Linked DNA regions of Mus musculus: all the other regions are linked to region 1. The links are chromatin contacts, called in public promoter capture Hi-C maps. All regions are on one chromosome and are shown on one strand. The core of a region is the stretch at or near the end of the contact, and the rest is flanking DNA. Distances in the headings are between cores, read along the strand shown.

Region 1 (3,502 bases), core at 171-2,670:
CAAGTTTCCATATAAATTTTAATACCACATGTACTGAGGGGAGGGTTAGACAGGACCTCAAGTAATCCATGGTGGCCTGACAGTCTGGCTCCTACTCCTAATCCACCTCCCAAGTGCCGGGATTACTAGCCTGAGCCACCATGATAGGTAGGCTAAACTCTTTTGACAAGTTTTGTGGTGTTACTAGAGACAAGCACCCTACCAATGAGGTTCCTCAGAGATGAAGTGTCCACTTCTTTTGCTGCCTTTTCCCGAAACTATCACAGCAAATCAACAGGATCACAGAAATCTTGTTACCTCCAAGGCACCTCCCCAGTTCCACCTGTTTAAGACTTTTTTCTTCCTTTCTTTTTTCCAGTCTTCTGCTGCCCAGCCTAGCCTTGAACGCCTAACCCTGCTTACAAGCAAGTCTGACCACACCAAGCTGTTTAAAAGCAATGCCTGATTTTAAACGTTAGCCAGTAAGCTACACCATATGCAACTTTTCCACAGATGTTAATAAGCTTCACTTGAGGAGCAGGTTCTTCCGCTTTCGCCACTTTCCAAGATTCTGATTTTGGGTGGCACCTGGGAAATGAATCTACATATAGTCCAGGTGCTGTTTATTTATTTATAATTCAGCCTTTCCCAGCTTGGCTCCAACTCGCCATCCTCCTGATTCAGACTACTGAGAGTTGAGATTACAGACCTGTGCCCACCTCGGGTGAATTTTAAGATCAGGTGGTGCCTTCGCCAGGCTCAATCTCATCTCTGGCTAGCTCACACGTTTATAAAGACCTCAGGCCCCTTGGTGTGTATGGTACCATCAATTAGGTAGAAGTTGCAAAGTTGACATCTTCGGACTAAGTTTCAACGTCAGTATTAATTCAACTGCTATGGAATTTCTCTTCTATTACACTTCATGTAAGATCCGGCCGGCCGGAAAGGCCACGTGCTTCCTACAGCAGTACAGCCCTTTCAAGAATATGAGCCGGACATGCAATTAACGCTCAGAAGTTCCCCTTTCCATCACATCCCTCGGAACTACTAGGAAAGACCGCGGGTCCGGAGAACCGGGCCGGGCTCGGCCAGACACCTCTCGCGGCTCGGCACCCAGAAGCCAGTAGGGAAAGGAGGACCAAGGAAAAGCTAGGCAGGGAGGAGTCAGCTTTAGCAAAGACCTCGTAAACAATGGAAAGCGGGAGCCCCACACGGCTACCTATCCCCCGAGGATGCGCGCAACCCCAGCTCATGGGAAGCCGGGGGAGCTGGAAGCGGCGGCCATTACCTGCGTCCAAGCAGCCGCGGGGCCTGGGTCGCAGAGAGCTCCCGGTAGCCGCCACCCAAGGGAGGCGCCCACGCCGGACCGCAGCGCCAGCCTCGCTGTACCCAACCTTGCAACGCCATCTTCCCAACCTCTGCCCCACCATGGCCCGACCTCTCTAACCCCGGCCTAGAAATCACTTCCGGGGCGAAGAAAAAAAAAAAAAAAAAAAAGCCACACAGCGCGGAGGAGTGGTCTAGAGCGCCACCTGGAGGCCGTTCAGTTCCGGTCTTCCTCTTCTCAGACCAGCGCCACCTTGGAAGTTTCTGGTGAGAGTGACTGGGGAAAACTTGAGGCTTTGAGTAACGCTGTGTTATCAGACACCCTCAGGTTATCACATTTAACCACAAGACACCGTTTCACTGTGCTTTATAGTCTCAGAAAAGGGAAATGGCCCTGTACAGTGGCAACCTTAACTCGCCAGGCTTGGACATCTGTCTGATTGTGAAAAGCAGAAAACGATTTATTAAATGGGACCACACTGAGAGGATGAAATTCAATGACTCCCCACGTTCATCTTCCAGGTCTAACATAAAGATAAGGTTTAAATGGAAGGCAAGAAGTGTGCAGTATAAGGAAATTGTGTCCCCTCACCAATCACCCTTCACCCGTCACCCCCGACCCCTGATCCAGCCTCCTTCTCCAAGCCTGCCCCCTTGACAAGTTGCAAATCCTTCTGTAGTTACTGGCTGCCCCCAGAAACTCAGGCTTTTTCCTTCCAGCATGAGATTTCTGGGGTGGTTCCATTACTGAAGTTTGATAGCCAAAGACAGAGCCCCAAGTGTTTCAGTTGAAGAAGCAAGGGAAGGGAGAGGGTCTCCTACACCTGAGTCTGGTTGATCTCTAGACAACTGAGAGTCAAGTATCCCAGCACAATTAACATTTGCTTTGAGAACAATGTTCCCTTTCTACAGGAATGTTTCAAATAAGAATGTTACAGTAGCAGGGAATCATGTGTAATGCCTAAGCATGGCATGTTTCCTTTCCTAACTATAAATCCGCAATTTTCTAGAACTCACAACAAACCTCACTTATAGTAAAAGAGACTTTTTAACTCCCTCTGCAATTTTATGGCCCTTGGTTTATATTATTAGATTGGAGTCTATCAGAAGCACCTCCAGGACTACTCTGTCATCTCATTTATTTCAAGAGGGAAAAGGAGAATGGGTGGGGGTGGGGGTCCCTTAGAAACTCTTCTGTTACTGGTGGTAAAGGTCTGGGCTGAGTGTTTCCAGGCTTCGAGAATGAAGAACATGGGGAGCGACCCTTATTCAGAAAGAGTCAGAACACACTGCATAACTGTGGGTAGCAGCACCAGTGGAGATGCTTAAGGGACCCCAGTCATTGTTTGTAGCTTCTAGATATGGGATGCAGAGGAGTTTGGTTGTTAAGGGATACCCACTTTGTGTGACTCTATGTTTTCATTCACAGATTAAATACACAATTGTTTCTTATTGTCCATGTTTTCAAAGTCAGTGTAGGCCAAATGGGCCAACATAAAGATGGATGGACTGAGCCAACTGAAACCAGAACCAGTGTGGGCCAGCCTGTGTCCGTCATATATATCTCCACCCCTCTTCTCACTCCCCAGACATCACAGGCTGGCCGCCTGACTCTCAGGGTCTGTGCAGAGTCTGCAGAATTTGGCTTGTTTTAGGCTATTTGCTGCATTGCTTTACCTCCCTCCCTCCACTCTACCTTTAGCCACGACTTCACTACCCACCTTGTCCCTGTTGCCCTCCTATTTAATTTCCCTCCTTTAGTTTTTCTCTATCAACCTAGTCCAGCCACTTGCTTTCTTTTTTTTTTTTTCTTCTCATTCATGACGTGCTACCAGTGTTTTGTGGTTTTTTTTCTTTTAGGTTTGGGGGTTTGTTTGTTTGTTTGTTTCTTGAGACAAGGTTTTGCTTGTGTAGCCCAGGCTGACCTAGAACTCACTCTATAGAGCAGGCTGGCCTTCATCTCACAGAGAACCACCTGCATCTGCCTCCCAAGTGCTGGGAGTAAAGGCTTTTTTTCTTAGTTAAGGGTTGTTTTGTTTTGTTTTGTTTCTAATGGAGGCTGGAGGAACAACTGGTGGATTAAGAAGATTTCATTTCCAGAAGCCCCCAGTTTAATTCCCAACACTCATGTTAGGTAACTCACAACTTCCTGAAATTCTAGCTCCAAATGATTCATGCCCTCTTCTGGTTCCTGAAC
Region 2 (3,379 bases), core at 861-3,360, 1.1 Mb after region 1:
GGTTTCTCTCTGTAGTCCTGGCTATCCTGGAACTCACTTGATAGACCAGGCTGGCCTTGAACTCATGGAGATCCACCTGCCTCTGACTCCCCAGTGCCGGGATGGATTAAAGACCTGTGCCACCACTGTTCTGCTGGATAAAATAAAATTTACGACATCTTTAAGAAGTCATTCCGGGTGGTGGCGCACGCCTTTAATCTTAGCACTTGGGAGGCAGAGCCAGGCAGATTTCTGAGTTCCAGGCCAGCCTGGTCTACAGAGTGAGTTCCAGGACAGCCAGAGATATGCAGAGAAACCCTGTCTCGAAAAACTAAAAAGAAAAGAAGTCATGAATCTGGGAAAGGGACTGGTGGGAGTAGTTAGAAAATACATTAAGTAAAAAGTAAAGGTTTTACTGTTATCTCTCTTCCAAATCAAACCAAGAATGATACAATGTAACTATTAAAAAATTAATTTGAGTAGGCCAAAAAGAGGGCTATGGGTATGGGTTTTTATTTTAAAACATTTCCTGAGTTTTCCAAGCTTTCTATAACAAGCATACACTATTTCTATTTTTAGTTAAGTAGCACTGTTCAGGCAAGCCTGTGGCCTGCTCCGTGTTGTCAACAAGGGATATGAGAGGCGGTCACGGGAAGGGATTTCTCAGGTATCTCGAGTTGAAATCTGCTCTTCTACAACATCCACCCACAAGACTTGGCTTTGCTTTCTGAAGTTCTCTAGAATAAGTGTGTGACGACTGTAAAACATTTTGAAAATGTCAATTAACAATCTTCCCATTTTTCATGTCCTATAGCCCCATTCCCCAATGTGTCAGCTGAATTCCGTTCTTCCCAGAACTTTAACAATTCTCTGTCACTCAGGGCTCAGGGTTCTGGTGTCACCATTCTGTCTAACCTACTTTAGACGGGTCTCTCTCTCTCTCTCTCTCTCTCTCTCTCTCTCTCTCTCTCTCTCTCTCTCTTTCTCTGTGTGTGTGTGTCTCATACACACACACTCACACACACAGAGTCATGGCTGAAATGTGTTTCTGTGAGTGATTATTAAAGATGTTTGGAAGCCACTGCCTGTACCCTAGCCACATCAGGCTAGCAACTTGTCCCTAAACTCACCTTGGCTTGTAACTAATCCCACTGTTCCCTCAGTTAGGCAGTCTCTCTGGCTCCTGCCTACAGAAGTCTCCTCACTCCCTGCTCCCCCCCCTTTTTTTTAGCTAAGGTGTTGATTATTTTCCTTCATCCGTGACCCTAAAAATGACAGCCCTATAGTTTCTTTATGTCACTGTGATCAGCTGGCCTTTACTGACAGTCCTAATGTACTTACAGGACAGACCTACAGTGAGCCTGGTTGATACTCAATGTAACTCCTCCTGAGGTATCTTCCCACACTCTCCCTCCTCATTTCTCCCTCACAGACAAGTCCAACAACTATGTTATCTGCCTCCTTGGGTTAATGATACCATATAGTGGCAATTGTAAACGCCAAACTATCCTGAAATAGCTTTTTCCAGTAGCATATTAGGGAAAAAAAAGATGCCTTCTCTATTTAATAATGTGACCCACTCTATTATTTTTTGATGGAACAATGACAACTAAAAATGATAATTTGGAAAAGAAGTTTTCAGTATCCATCCTTATTTGCAAAAACAATGTTTCCCCTTCCCCCCAAAATTACCCACCAAAACCCAGCAATTCTGTGTTCACCTTTCAAAAGAAAACGAATTAGTGGACACTACCAAATCCAACGAAACGAATTCCATATCCACTCCTAACCCTGCACTGTGTATCCATCCATCCATTTATCTATTTGTCGAATCTGAGACAGGTCTGTGTCGGTATCCCAGACTAGTTTGAACTCAATATGCTCCTTCTGCCTCAGGCTCCTGCGCGCCTGATGGCTGGACGATCCTTGACACCTCGTTTTGGGGTGAGTTTATGGAAGTTCAGGTGAGCTGATTGAAAGGGACGTTCCTTTTAATCTGAGGACCTCTATTTGCTAGACTCCTCCGGCTCAGATGCCAGGGCTCCTTGAGCGTCCCTGGAGGCCGGACAGAGTCTCCCTTTAAGGAGGGCGTGACGCAGAGGCTCGCACCGCCCAGTGCAGGGCGTCTCTGGGGAAGAGAGCGGAAGCGCGCCCGCCAGCTGCCGAGACTGCGCGTGCGTGGGCTGGCCTCCGCGGGGTCACGTGTGCTGGGGTCCCGTCAAGGCAGACGCCGGCTCAGGTAACACGTATTCCGAACGGGTGGGGCGGGGCGGCGGGTGCGGGCCGGCGCGGCAGGGGTGCGCAGACGGAGCTGCGCCCCAGTGGCTCCCGCAGACCCTGTGGCCACCGCGGGCTGGCTCAGGAGTCTGACTTCGCACTAGGTTAGCAGTTTCCACCCGGGTCCGGCCGCCTGCGGGGATACCGGACTGGCGCGCTCACGCCCGGACTGCGGCCGGGAGGTGGGTGCTGTCCCTCCCACGCCCGCCGCACGGCGTGGAGGTTCTCACCCGGTCCGACTGACGTGCAGCCCGTGCTGCCGCTTCCTCCTCGCCTCCTGCCAGGTGTGCCCCAATCCGAGGGCCGCAAGGTGGGGGGCACCCCTGTGCCTTGGCTTGTTGTCTAGGTGTGGCACTCGGGGGACAGAGGCACGCGGCAATCCAGAGTTTGGGTGTACTAAGTGGACATGTTTCAATGGAAGGATTGTACTGGCTTATCCGGAGTAGCTGCTGGAGCCTTCTCATAAGTAGGCGGGGCTCTATTTGCCAGAATGCTTGTTACTGTACTGCCCACTCTACTGGACACCCCACCCCCTAACCCCCCCCAAAAAGCCCAAGTAACGTAAGCACAGATGTTGGCTAGTGCCGCTAACTCTGTTCCAGGTGTCTCTGTTTGGGAGAAAATTGCACATCGTTGTGTGTGGGTTTATGTTACACTTCTGTGTTTGAAGTGCTTCCAATATAGATTGAGGATGGGGGAACCCACATGTGTTTAAGTCATGGGTTTGCTCACGTTGACATCTAAGCAGAAAAGTATTGACTCCTCTAGCACTAGCTGACCTGGTCTGTAGAATACACAATAAAGATAAATGGAGCAGTTTTGTTTGAACTGTTGAGCCTTGTATGCGGGAAGTGACTGAGTTATGTGAGAAAATTCTTTACAGACCTCTAACAGAATAAGGTGCTGATTTTTTTTTCTTTATATGTTTCTTTTGTAATTGGACTGTTGGCAGTCGTTGAGTGCATTCTGTCTTCCAGAATTTGGGGGTTTCTTAGTGACTCTTAGTGTTATCCCCACTAGTCCATAAACATTTTAGCCATTGGGATAGGAGAAGTAAGGCCCTAGAGCTGGAGTTACGAGCTGTTGTGAGCTACCCCGTGTTGGTGCTGGGAACCAAACTCTG
Region 3 (3,355 bases), core at 637-3,136, 1.4 Mb before region 1:
ACAAGAAGGAACCAGGCAGAGCCTTCTGCTCATCTTCACTGTGCTTTCAGGATGTACCTTCCTTTATGCCACTGTAATTTCTGGATCCTTTTCTTTTTCTTAATTTTTCTTTTTTTTTTAAACATGTGTTTGTATGCATGGTCTCCTGTACCACAGTGTATCTGTGGAGGTCAGAGGACAACTTGTAGAAGTTTTTTCTTCCACCATGTGAGTTCTAGAGATTGAATTTAGGTTGTCAGACTTGGTGGAAAATACTTATGTGAGCTGTCTTGCCAGTTCATGGGTTCTTTTCTTGACGACTAAGACAAAACTAATTAAGATCTGCTGTGTTTAGAATGTGAGGGGGAAGATGGACTTGCAGGCCCTCTCATGTCTCATCTCTAAGTACCCATTACCAGGTCTTCAGAGCTATCTAGAATGTAAGCTGTGTTGGGCTTTATCTCTTGAAGCCCAGGAAAAAAAGGATAAAATATGCCAGAGAAAATGAAGACTGAGTCTGTACATACATACATACATACATACATACACACACACAGAGAGAGAGAGAGAGAGAGAGAGAGAGAGGGAGAGAGAGAGAGAGAGAGAAAGAGAAAGGCACCAAGCAGCTGCTTATCTAGACTTGACTAGTTTGGCTCTTGATTAGCCTGGAGATCACTGAAAGGACTTGGGGATCAGGCAAAGGCTGCCGGTATAATGACAGGGTAAGTGTTAGCTATTGTTAATTTGAATACAGGAGACCATAGAACACGTAGTGATTGCTAAACTTTCCAAAGGTTTCTATCTGTATTTGGCACACCTGTTTCATGTTTCTCCTACTACCTGCCACCCAGTGACCAGTAAGAATGAAAAGATATTTCACTGTTATGCTTGATTTGATCACACAGATAAGACTCTGGAAGATGATGCCAGGGCGCATCACCAAGGACCCATATTGATTACTGCCTTTGGGTACCTGCACTGGATTTTCCACATGGTGTGGGGTCCCTGGCAGGGTTTACAGCTTCCCTCAGGTAGACACCAGGAGCTCTAATAAGTGATAAGTAATCACCTTATCACTTGTGAAATTCTAGAGCTTATGACGTTTTGTCCCTGTCTGCAACAGTAGTTGCTGATGTTTAGTTGACTGTCATACTTCTAACCTGTCACTCACAGGCTGATGATATAGTTTAAATTCAGTAGCAGTTAATATGAAACCTGCAGCTTTTGTTGCTTTGGTCTTGGAAACAGACCAGGGACATGAACAGATACCAACTAGGCCCAGGGTCCTTAGATTACCTTGCACAAACTACTCGGTGTTGGTTTCATTGCCTGACTTGGTCTGTCCTGCAAGCCAATTGCCTCAGCCAAGCCTGGATGCAGAGGGGCCCTTGGTTGTTTCTAAGAGCCTGCTTTAGCTGTTTACCCTTAGGAACTGATTATTGAATGTAGTTGAGTATATGCTTAAACAGAGGTCCAGGCAGGGGATGCTGAGAGAGTAGACTTTCTATACTACTCCAGGGGAGATGTGAACCAATGGCCAACCAAAGGATATCATCAAAGTCCAACCTGGTGAGCCCTTTTTTTTTTTTTTTTTTTTGATTACTTGCAGGAGTATGCATGAGGGGTTACATACAGGAGTATGTAACTCAAAGACAGCTGCATCTCCGAAAGCCCACCCTAGCATGGGTGACAGCTCCTGAAAGCTGGAACTTGAAGTGTACCACACAGCCTGCATGCAGCTTGATAGACTAGAGAGTATCTCTTCCAGCATGCTCAGTTGGTCTAGCCTTTTCTAGGCAACTCAGCTGCTCTGAAAGTCTCTCAGTAGGCTTTACTGCTTAGACACTCTTGGAGAGGAAGGGAACGAGTATGTCCTGTGACTAAGTAAGGTTAAGTCGGTTTCAGGTTTCTTGAGGTTTTTGTTGTTTACTTTCTAGTTTTAAGGAGCTTCAGTGAGTATGGAATGTTTTACCTCCCTTCAGAACATTATGAGTGTTCCAAGCTTCCCTCCAAGATTGAGTGCTTTATCTTGGAATTGCTACACACCATGTGTGTAACTATAGACTTTCAGGACCGTTGTCAGGAACTAAAATCTTAACAAGAGAAGGGAGGGCCCTTGGCTATAATACATCATTAGACCTGCTTATGACAGCCAGCCAGTCAGAAAAGGATGGAGAGTCCTTCTTCCCAAGCTGTCAGCCAAGTGAGACTCACACTGAGGGAGATGTCATCAGGTAGAGATATGGTCCTTTCACAGGAGCTTGTGACTTGAGCTTTTATTACAGTTTATTGCCTTTATATATTCAGGTCCCCAGGAAGTACCCAGCAATGCTGTAGTCTCTTGCTTTCAGTGATGACATACTTAGTCTCTGTTGGGTTTTCAGCTATTTAATGTTGCTTGGAGAGTCTAACAGTTTTGACTAACTAAAGCTGTTAGATCTCCCCATTCTTACAGGTAATTTCATCTGCAGCCTGCTGCTTTGTCCTTGATGTAAATTTAGAGATGTTATTTGAGTAATCAATATTTTAAAAATAAAAGTTTATTGTTTTCTAGTGAATAAAAGCCAAGCTTGATATGTTTTTCTTTGTTTCCAGGGAAGCCAATTTTTTCAGTTGATATTCACCCTGATGGGACCAAGTTTGCAACTGGAGGACAAGGTATGTTTGTAGAGTGAATACCACTTCCCTGTTGCCGTACTCTGCTTCTTTTGGATCCATGGTTAGCTGTAATGAGACAACTTGTTGCTTTGTAATATGACTGTGACTCAGTTTAAAGTGCACAGTTTGAACAGGTTAGTTAAATCACAACCTTTTTTTTTTTGAGCTGGATATGGTTGCATAGGCCTGTGATCTCAGCACTTGGAAGACAGGTAGATAGAAATTCTAGGTAGCCTAGATTACAAAGTGAAGTCCGACTTGAAGATGAACATTTTTTGGGGTCTGTAGGGTGATCTTAGAAATATTGTGCAGCTGACTTATCATTCTAATTAAAGCTTTTTATTAAGCTAAAGCTAGAATGAAATTGGTGCACCCCTGGTATTAGATATAAATCAGCAGGAGGGTGTCCTCCCCCCCCCCAAAGTCCAGTTACAGAGAGGCAAGGATTCTGTCAGTGTTTTCATTTGAATGCATGACTACACTGTGATTTTTCTGGACAAAGGAATTTGACTGTGTTAATGAGAAAATAAGAATGTCTAGAGCATTTGAAAATAGCATCCATAGTATCAGTGTGTTCCATTCAGCATCTACTGTGGTATTGAGATAACATAGCTCTGTTTGGAAAGACGTAAAACAACTTCCTTTTTTTTTTTTAAATGCCAGAAAACAAAGTTTTTATTTATAGTGATAAGAAGTAGCATTTGCTCAAGGCCACGCC

What was found. Promoter capture Hi-C pulls out the DNA fragments that hold promoters and counts their contacts.
Region 2: a contact with region 1 is called in a promoter capture Hi-C map of liver, with 2.8 times the contacts expected there. The contact joins the promoter of Vps8 here to the promoter of Parl in region 1. A contact is called at or near these places in 2 of 39 promoter capture datasets (both in liver) and 1 of 484 Hi-C or Micro-C datasets (CD4 T cells).
Region 3: a contact with region 1 is called in a promoter capture Hi-C map of liver, with 2.9 times the contacts expected there. The contact joins the enhancer-like site here to the promoter of Parl in region 1. A contact is called at or near these places in 9 of 39 promoter capture datasets (the C10 cell line, cranial neural crest, embryonic stem cells and 5 more), 1 of 115 datasets of contacts at active chromatin or transcription factors (embryonic stem cells) and 1 of 9 other capture datasets (embryonic stem cells).

The regions. Positions count from the first base shown.
Region 1 is chr16:20,300,942-20,304,443 of GRCm38.p6, forward strand. It overlaps Parl (presenilin associated, rhomboid-like), which reads right to left and starts at 1,421. Exons shown (of 10, transcript NM_001005767.4): 1 at 1,268-1,421. The coding sequence starts at 1,386.
Region 2 is chr16:21,421,008-21,424,386 of GRCm38.p6, forward strand. It overlaps Vps8 (VPS8 CORVET complex subunit), which reads left to right and starts at 2,111. Exons shown (of 47, transcript NM_001285893.1): 1 at 2,111-2,218.
Region 3 is chr16:18,892,200-18,895,554 of GRCm38.p6, forward strand. It overlaps Hira (histone cell cycle regulator), which reads left to right. Exons shown (of 25, transcript NM_010435.2): 2 at 2,575-2,637. Among named protein-coding and RNA genes, the nearest start is that of Hira, 17 kb to the left of the region's middle. Within about 2 kb of position 1,887, at least 16 of the 459 cell types and tissues checked have an H3K27ac peak or open chromatin away from gene starts, as enhancers often do.